3 separate regions of the Rattus norvegicus genome follow, and regions 2 and 3 are each linked to region 1. Evidence: chromatin contacts called from public Hi-C data. All regions are on one chromosome and are shown on one strand. The core of a region is the stretch at or near the end of the contact, and the rest is flanking DNA. Distances in the headings are between cores, read along the strand shown.

Evidence for each region. A called contact is a pair of places that touch in the nucleus more often than the background predicts.
Region 2: a Hi-C map of liver shows a contact between it and region 1, with 9 times the contacts expected there. The contact joins the promoter of Igf1r here to the enhancer-like site in region 1. A contact is called at or near these places in 11 of 12 Hi-C or Micro-C datasets (the A7r5 cell line, the Rat2 cell line, Schwann cells and 6 more) and 1 of 1 datasets of contacts at active chromatin or transcription factors (oligodendrocytes).
Region 3: a Hi-C map of Schwann cells shows a contact between it and region 1, with 5 times the contacts expected there. The contact joins two enhancer-like sites. A contact is called at or near these places in 2 of 12 Hi-C or Micro-C datasets (Schwann cells and mammary epithelial cells).

The regions. Positions count from the first base shown.
Region 1 is chr1:131,141,154-131,144,197 of GRCr8, reverse strand. All of the region lies in intron 2 of Igf1r (insulin-like growth factor 1 receptor), which reads right to left. Among named protein-coding and RNA genes, the nearest start is that of Pgpep1l, 140 kb to the left of the region's middle. Within about 2 kb of position 1,582, at least 85 of the 93 cell types and tissues checked have an H3K27ac peak or open chromatin away from gene starts, as enhancers often do. A contact at or near this core is called in the A7r5 cell line, Schwann cells, liver and 1 more, where this site is marked.
Region 2 is chr1:130,958,527-130,961,570 of GRCr8, reverse strand. Igf1r (insulin-like growth factor 1 receptor) reads right to left here and starts at 1,574. Exons shown (of 21, transcript NM_001414181.1): 1 at 526-1,574. The coding sequence starts at 619.
Region 3 is chr1:131,006,955-131,009,998 of GRCr8, reverse strand. All of the region lies in intron 1 of Igf1r (insulin-like growth factor 1 receptor), which reads right to left. Among named protein-coding and RNA genes, the nearest start is that of Igf1r, 48 kb to the right of the region's middle. Within about 2 kb of position 1,473, at least 10 of the 93 cell types and tissues checked have an H3K27ac peak or open chromatin away from gene starts, as enhancers often do. A contact at or near this core is called in Schwann cells, where this site is marked.

The sequences.
Region 1 (3,044 bases), core at 333-2,832:
AGAACTCTGCCCCAGCTCTGGCCTTCGTAACTTCCTCTTACTACACGCTGCACAGCTACCTCTCCTCTCAAATCCTGAGGACGGCTCAGTATACTCTACCCATAACTGTGTGTTACACACTAATTTGATCATTTGAGATCCCAGTCAGGCTTTCATAACTGGAAACTGGAGTCTTTCACAAACGCACACAGGTAGTGGAAGCTACTCCTGGGAATCCAATCCTGGCCAGGACATACTAGGCCCACCCACATTTCTTCCTGCAACCGCCTTCCCTTTCAGCATGTTCCCTAAGGTCCTCAAGGGTTCCACAACTTTGCAGGGTGTGAGACCAGAGGAGCCCAGAGGTCTGAGGCCTCCTCTGTTGAGGTTACAATTCCTACAACCGTAAATCTTGTAAAGCATGTCCACAAGGTCCTTCAGCTTCTCACCAGAACTTCCAAACCATGTCTTTCGGCTTAATTTCCTACTAAATATCTACAACAAATTTCCATACGTTAGTTTTTCTGCTCGTGAAAGGGGGAAAAAAGCCAGGCAAGATCAGATGTCCTCTGCAACACTAGCTTCTAGAAAAGAGCGTTTTTGAATGGGATGCCACGTGCTGTGTTTTGCCATATTGCCTGCGCTTCCTGCTTGGAGCCAGAGTAACAGAACCTTGGGCACTGGAACTGTTCCGCGCCACGCAAATTCCACCCCACATCTTTCAGGCAACCCTGTCGCAAATAATTCATGTCCACTACGCCCCTACCACACAGAATACAACTACATTGTGCTGCTAGAAATGGGAAACCTGATTCAGATCAGAGAAGGTAGAAAAAAACATTTAGTTCAACACAATACTGCCTTTATGGAAAGGGGCGTGCGCCGGGTGGTGGTGTAAATCCCAAACCTGTGAGTGGGGATAGATTTCAAGACGAATTTTGGAAGAAAATGCAGAATCAAAATAACATTTAGCTTGACTCAAACCACCAATAATAATAACAACAACAAAAGCCCAGCCAGTCCTTCTAGAGCGGCGCCTGTTTAGGTTGCATGGTGCTCCAGCCAGCCCGTTCTCCTGGGAAATGGTGCTGCTGCTACAGCATGACTTGCTTTGCTTGCAGCAATAAAAGGAAAACAAGCTTGCACGACCCAATAGATTCCTTCAGTTTGTGCCTAGCAGCGGGAAGAAAAGAAAAGAAAAGCATGAAAAAGGGTCCTGGGGCAAGGGGAATGGAGGACAGGATCCTAGAGAACAGCACTACCCTGCAGGATTTTTGTAAACAGCAGCCTGTAATGGCCACGGTTAGAGAAAGAAAAACAGACATGGAGGGAAGCGTGTTTACAACTGCAGCAAGGGCGGGAGGCGGAGGGAGGGATTCCCCGGCTCTGCGCTCGGCCCTCTCGGCTCCGGTGGGGCCCCGGGGTTGGGCTGGGCTTCAGCTCCCAACCCCAATCCGTGCTTTCTTGGGGGGCCCCCATCTTGTTTATGGGAAGGTTACTCCTCCTCGGCTCTGGTGATCGCGTCCCTAATACTCCAGCTGCATCCTTGCGGGATGCCCACTTGACTGACAAGTCCTCCAGCCAATCACTGCCTGGGCCCTTTGGAAAGGTGGAATTTCCCAACAAACCGATTGGCTGAGAGGGAGGGCGGGCCCTGGTGATTGGCGTGTTATTCCGAGTAGAAAGTAGTAAACAACCTTGGTCCAGGGGCGGTGGGGAGGGCGCGCGATGCCAGCTCCCTCTGGCAGGCAGGGCGGGGTGGGGAAGCACCCGAGACAAAAGGAACCTCGGCTGCCGCAGCAGGGAGGGCAAGAAGGGGGTGCCCTCAAAAGTCAGCACCTGGAGGCGTCATTTGGAGCCCCCGCGCCAGAACTGCTGACTTTCAGCGACACATCGTTTTTTTGTTCTGTGTAGAACCTCAAAGGTTTTGTTTTCATCGTTTTCTCTTCTTCATGTAGGGCTGAAAAACTCTCCAAAGGAATGATAACCGATTTAGTCCCTTTTGTCCAGAAGCCCCCTTCTCACTGTCGAATAAAATTTTAAATTTGTCTTTTATGAAGTTGCTTTAAACCACACACTAAAATTGTTGCAGTACACAATACGCCATTAATGGCATGCTGGTGTACTAGACACCCAGCTACATCTTTTGATAGCAAGTTTTAGGAGCTCTGAGCCTATTCAGAGCGGTTGGGAATGGAGAACATACACAAAAAGAAACAAGACATGATGGTGTTGGGACCACCTGGTAAGAAATAAGCGGTTAACTTGCCCTGTTCATATTTCTGCCAGTCTCGCTTGAATCTCCCATTCCCTCATTCCAGCCTCACCATCCTTACAGGACCCCAGGCGGAGGAAACCATCTGCTCCTAGGATGGGGGCTTTGCTTACTCTGGCACATAATCGTGCTCAGAAGTCTACACAAGTCGCTATCCGGAGCAAGTCCCCTCAATGCAAAAGGGAACTAGGAGGCCAGCCAATCCGGCTCTCCACTTCTGATGCTTGTTGATGCTATACACTTTAACATGCGGAGACCATGTTGCCATTTTCCATGCTCAAGACATCGATAACTGGTACCTTGTAGGAGGTAACTTGGTGCAAACTGGCCACCTGGCATTATCCTTTGCTGCCCTAGTTGGTGTTCTCCCTCAGCCTGTCTTCTATGGGGCATGCCACAAGCAGCCCCCATAAATGCTCACCCCACACCACCTTTGCTGTATAAAACATGGATTTAGGCTTTCCTTGGTCCTTGCAGCCTGGCATCAGACCCTAAACCAGTAGCTTTTTGCTTTGTAGGCACCCTCCCTCCAGACACTTTGTTCTGTTCCCAGGTCCCTGCCCAGACCACACACATCCTTTTACTCAACGTTGGTTTTTATGCTTTCTAGACGTTACCCATGCCTGCCCAGGAGAGGCCACTGTTCTCCACTGTTCTCCCTGGCCCAGCTACCCCACTTCTTGCAGAAGAATGAAAATTTTTTTCCTAGCACTAAGTCTCTGATAGGGTTTTTAATGCTGTATGTAGACTCCGCTCCTAGGACTGCCTACCGTCATTAAGACCCTGAACT
Region 2 (3,044 bases), core at 325-2,824, 180 kb after region 1:
GCGGGGCAGAAGGCTCTGGCTGGCCAACACGAAGTACTAGGTCGGTCTACCCTAGGACACACCCGTGGAGCCTCCAAGGGTGCTGTCATGGTGCGCAGCGCTGGATGGGCGCTGGGGTGCCAAGTGGCGCGCCCCGGAGGGGGGAGACGAGGGCAGCGGGGCTCCCGGAGACACCCAGATGCCAACTTCCCCACCAAGTGCCCAGGAGTAGGCTGCCCCTGACCCGCTAGGGAGGAGGCACTGCCCACCCACCAGGCCGCGTGCGGGACAGCGCTCCTGGGACAGCGAAAGAGAAAGCCCCGAGGCCCTTCCCGCGCGCAGATGCGCTGAACTCAGGCTCTTGGAGCTCCTGAACCGTGAACTCGGGCCCCGATCCGCTCTGGCCTTCCGGGAGAGCCCCACCCTCCGCTCCCGAGCCCCGGAGTCCGACAGCTGCGCCCGTGGCAACTGGGTTTTCCCAAACAGGGCGCAGCCCCTCGGAGGAAAAGTTCCCGCAGTGGCCGCGGGCGGCGGGCAAATACTCACTTTCTCCACTCGTCGGCCAGAGCGAGAGCGCGGCGGAGAGAAACACGAGCCCCCACAGCGAGGTCGGGGACCCTCCTCCGGAGCCAGACTTCATTCCTTTTATTTGGGACAAAATTCCCTTTTCTCAAAAAAAAAAAGAAAAGAAAAGAAAAGAAAAGAAAAAAAAAAGAAAAAAGTCTTCAACTCAGTCCTCACTCTCGTCCAAAAACAAGAGCGAAGATCCTCGGAAAGCGGCGTGGACAGGGAGGGTGGCGCGGGGCGGCCCCTCAGCGCCGGCAGCAGCGGCCCACGGGGCGGCGGAGTAGGGAAGCCGGGGCGCGCCGGGGCGGGCTGTCGGTGTCGTCGGCCTCCATTTGCAAACCCAGAGATGCAGAAGAGGGAGGAAAACTGTACAGAAAGAGGAGCAAAGCCCAAATCGCCGCAGGCGGGGACAAACGCCCCCGATTCCCGGAGGGAACGACCACCCGAGCCTACGCGGCGGGAGAGCCCGACGCAGTTGGCGAGACTGGTCCGAAGTCCCGGGCGCGGGCGAGGCCGGCGAGGGGCAGAAATGCTGAGTGGAAATGAATGAGCGGTTCCCCCTCCTCCGGCTCCTCCTCCTCCTCTGGGCTCCGCTCGCCGCCGCCTCCTCCCTCAGCGCCGCCGCCGCGAGCTCCTTCCCAAATCCAAATCCAGGACACACAAAGCGGCGGCCGCGCAGCGCTCAGCGCTCCCGCCGCCCCGCGTCGGCCCCCGCCCGCCGCCGACTCCGTGCGCGGGGGCTCCGGCTCGCTGAAGGTCAAAGCCGAGCACGCCGCGTGCCGTGGAGCTCTTGCAGGCACGGGAGAGGCGTGGAGGGTCCAAGGAGCGGGGCCGAGGGTCTGCGAGCGCCGGGCGCGCCGGGATAGGCTCGCTGGCGGCTTCCCTGTCGCTCGCCTCTCTCGAGTTCGCCCGGTGCGCTCGCTCCTCCTCGGTTCCCCCTCCTCCTTTTTTTCCGCTCAGCGGAGTTAATGCTGGTAAACAAGAACCTCAGCCTCACCGCGCCGCCGCCGCCACACACTGGGGGCTCTACGCGCGCGCTCTCGGGGCCGCGCACACGTGCCCGCGCGCACACTCCAAGCGGCTACAGCCGCAGTCCCGGCGCGCCGAGGGCCGGGCCCCGATTCGGCAGTCGCCAAGAGCCGGAGTTCGGGATCGCAGGGACGTGTGGAGCGGAGCGCGGGCGTGGGGAGCCGGGCCCAGGAGGCACCGCCCCCCGCGCCTCCACCCGCGCCGGCCCCCGCGCGCACACTGAGCCACGCGCGCGCCCACGCTTCCGCCCCCACCCGCACTGCGCCGGCCGGCCCTGTCCGCACCCTCCCCACCCGCAGGACTCTAAAAAACAATGCCCCGGGCGCCGGCGGGACTCGGTGGCCAAGGGGGCGGCGGCAGGGCGGGCGGGCTGCGGGCGCGGTGGGCGGGGAGTGCGGCCCCGGAGCTTCATTGAAAACAACAACAGCGCGGCTGGTGAGCGCGCTGGCCCGCTCTGTGAAAAAGCTTCATTGTTTCTTGCAGCTGTTGCAAAATAAATAAATAAGTGCATGCATGCGGCATTTTTTCGCAGCGTGGTGGAAAGCCCGGACGCGGCGGGAGGGGCACACCTGGGGGAAAGGGGACCCCTGAAGAGACTGCTGCTACGCAAGGCACTTTCCACCCCAAGCTTGGGCGCCCGTGGCGGTGCTCCTTGGGTATTCCGGTGCTTACGCGCTGACAGAGAGCGGACAGGGTGCGGTCCGCATGCCTCTGTTCTCGAAGCACCGCGATTCCACCGCGGGTCCCGAGCCCTGGAAAGGGGACCCAGACAGGCGGCCCCTCGTGCCCAAGACGCGTCTCCGCGGCGGCCGCCAGAGGGCGCGGCGGCAGCCCGGGAGGGCTGGCCCGGGGAATGTCGCCTCCCTCCCTCCCGGGGAGGAAATGTGGGGGCCCCGAGTCGGGGACCGACTCGGCTGGGTCGTGCTGGCGGGGCCTCCCAGCCCCATTCCTCTCCCGCCCTGAGGGCGCTCCACCGCATCGTGCTGGTCGGTGCTCCACCACGTGGGCAGCTGCGGAGAAGGACCGCAGCGCGTGTCGGGCTGCGGGAACCCGCAGCTGGGGGGCGTGTCCGGGGGGTTCCCAGGATGGGGATTGCGGACGGGGACCCTAACCCGGACAACGTCGTCTGGCTCAGGTCCCAATCTTAAGAATGTGTAGCCGTCACCAAGGATCGGTGGCCACTGCAGAAACCCACCCGCACCTGCCTCTAATATCCCCCCTCCCCTCCGCGTCCCTCTAGCTTCATTTGATCCGTAAGTGACTTGAAACTAGCACCAGCCCAAGTATCCTCGGTGGATTTCTCGAATGTGCCAGAGGAGAGGTTTCCCTGAGGCTTCCCCGGGACTGCCATCTAACGAACAAACACTGCGGAGGCCAGGTCCTCAAAGGGGAAGAAAACAGTAATGGCTGGAGAAAGGAGTTTGAAATACGTGGACTTTTAAAAATAGTGATTGGATCACGTGTCGCCC
Region 3 (3,044 bases), core at 224-2,723, 130 kb after region 1:
GGAGTAGGTGTGGCCTTGTTGGAGTAGGTGTGGCCTTGTTGGAGTAGGTGTGGCCTTGTTGGAGTAGGTGTGGCCTTGTTGGAGTAGGTGTGGCCTTGTTGGAGGAAGTGTGTCACTGTAGGCATGGGCTTTGAGAACTTCTTCCTAGCTGCCTGAGATAGTCAATCTTCTAGTGGCTTTCAAATCAAGATGGAGAAATCTCAGCTCCTCCTGCCTGGATACTGCTATGCGGGGGCCCTTTATGATAACGGAATGAACCTCTGAACCTGTCAGCCGCCCCAAATTAAATGCTGTCTTCTATAAGAGATGCGGTCATGGTGTCTCACAGAAATGGAAACCGTAACTGAGACACCTTGTCTTTGTCACTTCATCTCTGCAACTCCAACCTCACCACTGTCATCTTTAGCCTGAGTGACAGCAACACCTTCCTCCAGCGCACACCTCCACCCAGTCCATGCTTGACCACAGACGGAGGGAGCAGGGTTCTGTAAGAGTTCAGGCCCATCTACTTCTATCTCATCTTCTAGCACATCCTGGCTTAGCCCACTTGTTCTCTAGCCTCCAACAGGCTCGGCTCCTGCCTGCTCATGGCCTGCTGCCTTCACAGGGGTCCTCTTCACGCACCACCCCAGTCTCTCTTCAAACATCACCTCCACAGAGGTGCTCTGTGCCAATGCCTGCGCTTTAACAGTTCCCCCAACACTTCTTCAGCTCCCCTCTCTACTTCCCCAACTCTCATCTCTCCACTTCACGTTTGACCAGCCTCCGCTCAATGACTCAAAGCCCAGGAGAATAATGGTACCAAATCACTCATCAGAAATTGGGGGGAGGGGAGGGTGTTCCTGTGCCCAGCCTAAAATATCATATTCCTTGTATACTACTGTAAATCAAGTGTTATTAATTTGCTCTTAGATTTCACAGGAGTACTGAACCTCATCCCTTGCATTCAACCTGTGCTCGGTCATACCATGAAAGTATTAGGTATCAAGTAATTTGGTATTTTTCCCAACCAATCATAAAAATTCAGGACCAAGCAAAGAAACAGAAAAAGATATAACTAAAGTGCCTTTCACATATAATCCACACAAGGACAGTGCAAAGGGCCCGTTCCCTCCTGCCAGCTTATGTCACACAGAGCTGGGACTGGAAGCTCCTTGGAATGAAGAGCCGTTTCCTTATTTACACCCCCCATCCCCATTTATAGAACAAAGGGGAAAATAGGAAGAAACTACCCCCTTATGTCAGAAGAGGAGACAAGCCCAAGCCACAAAGTACAAGGCAGGGCCCAGCAACTGGCCGCTTTGGATTCTGACCGACTCGGATGTTTTGTGACAGAAAAAGAGAGTAATCAAGCTGGACTGTGAATGATAGTAGTGTTCAAAGGCACCAGCCGCAAACAGGAAAGCAAATGTCGCAAGCCTGCCTGTCAAAAGAATCCACACGCAGAGGGAGAAAACACTCAAAAGCATGTGAGGCAGACACGCCCTCGGCTCGCAGCTGGCACAGACGCAGTCCCGAAACACTTCCTCCCTTTCAAAGCTAACAGCTACTTGGCAGATCCAGAAAAGACCCTAACGCTCGCGTTCAGGATATAAGATAGATTTGAAAAATGTAGGATCCCAGGTGGCCAGCAAAGAATAGTGAAAACATATGGAAATGAAGGTTGCTCAGAACAGGGAGAAAGGGCAGTGGTGGGAGGAGTTGAGGGAGGACCCTGCAGGGTCTAACCTGGGAACGAGGACAAGTCCAACCTGGAAACGAGGACAGCAGAAGCAAATAGATGGTATGGTGCCCGGGGCCAGAATTCACTTCTGCAAAGATATCACCTTAAATAAAGCTTTTCAGGTGGGAGGGCCAGTCTTTCCAAAATCTCCTGAGTATTTCCTAAAAGTCAACTGGCAGAACTTTCATTCTGTCAAACTCAAGGGAATGGTAGAAGCAATCTACACAGATTTGGAACATCAGTTCTTAAGAACTTCTAATAGGGAGAGATAGCTCAGAGGTTAAGAGCACCAACTGCTCTCCCAGAGGTCCTGAGTTCGATTCCCAGCAACCACATGGTGGCTCACAACCATCTGTAATGGGATCCGATGCCCTCTTCTGGTGTGTCTGAAGATGGTGACAGTGTACACGCGCGCGCGTGTGCGCGCGCGCGCGTGCGTGTGTGTGTGTGTGTGTGTGTGTGTGTGTGTGTGTGAGAGAGAGAGAGAGAGAGAGAGAGAGAGAACTTTAAAAAGAAATAACTTTTAATAGGAGAAAGGCTGATGGAAACTATCTGACTGAGAAAACCTTCCAAAGCTGGGTGTCTCAATGTGTGTAAGAGATACACAAAAAAAGAGCTTTTCACGCTCAGCATGTGCACCGGGTCCAGGAAGAGTGACAAGTCGCTTAACAGGAGTTTGAAGCCCAGAATGTCCTTCAGAATGGCTTTTGTCGGCTCATGCCCTCCAGTGGACAAACTCCACCTCTAAGCCTCAAGTGCCTCACCTGTAAAACAGGCTGTTGCTACCACAGGGATGTCAGGCCAGTGTGGTGTCACTGTCACCAGGGATGTGCTGAAGGCTACATCACTGACTAAGCATTAGCGATCCCTCCATTCTCTTACCCCAAAATTGCTAGTCTGATGAAGCGAAAGGAAGCTGGCAAAACCGCCAGCTAATCTACCCAACTCCTCCCCTCCCCAAGATTATCAATACCCTATCCATTTAACAGAGATGCTTTCAATTTTGATCAACTTCCCTTCAGAAGTATGGGACAGTCTTGGGTTATGGTTGCAAATAAAAGATACAGAGCAGAATCAGAATTAATTAATTAATTAATATTTTAACTATGGGACCATGGAGTAAGGCACACACTGGGGAACCAACCATTTCCAGTTCTGAGAGCGAGATCCAACACAATGAAGCTTTTGCATTAGGAAAGAAGCCGGGTTTGGCTTAGTCAGTGGCTCACCCACAATAGTCAGTTCTCTTTAAAAAAAAAAAAAAAAAGAAAAGAAAAAAGAAAAAAGAAAAGAAATGAAATGAAATGAATCCACTGGTGCC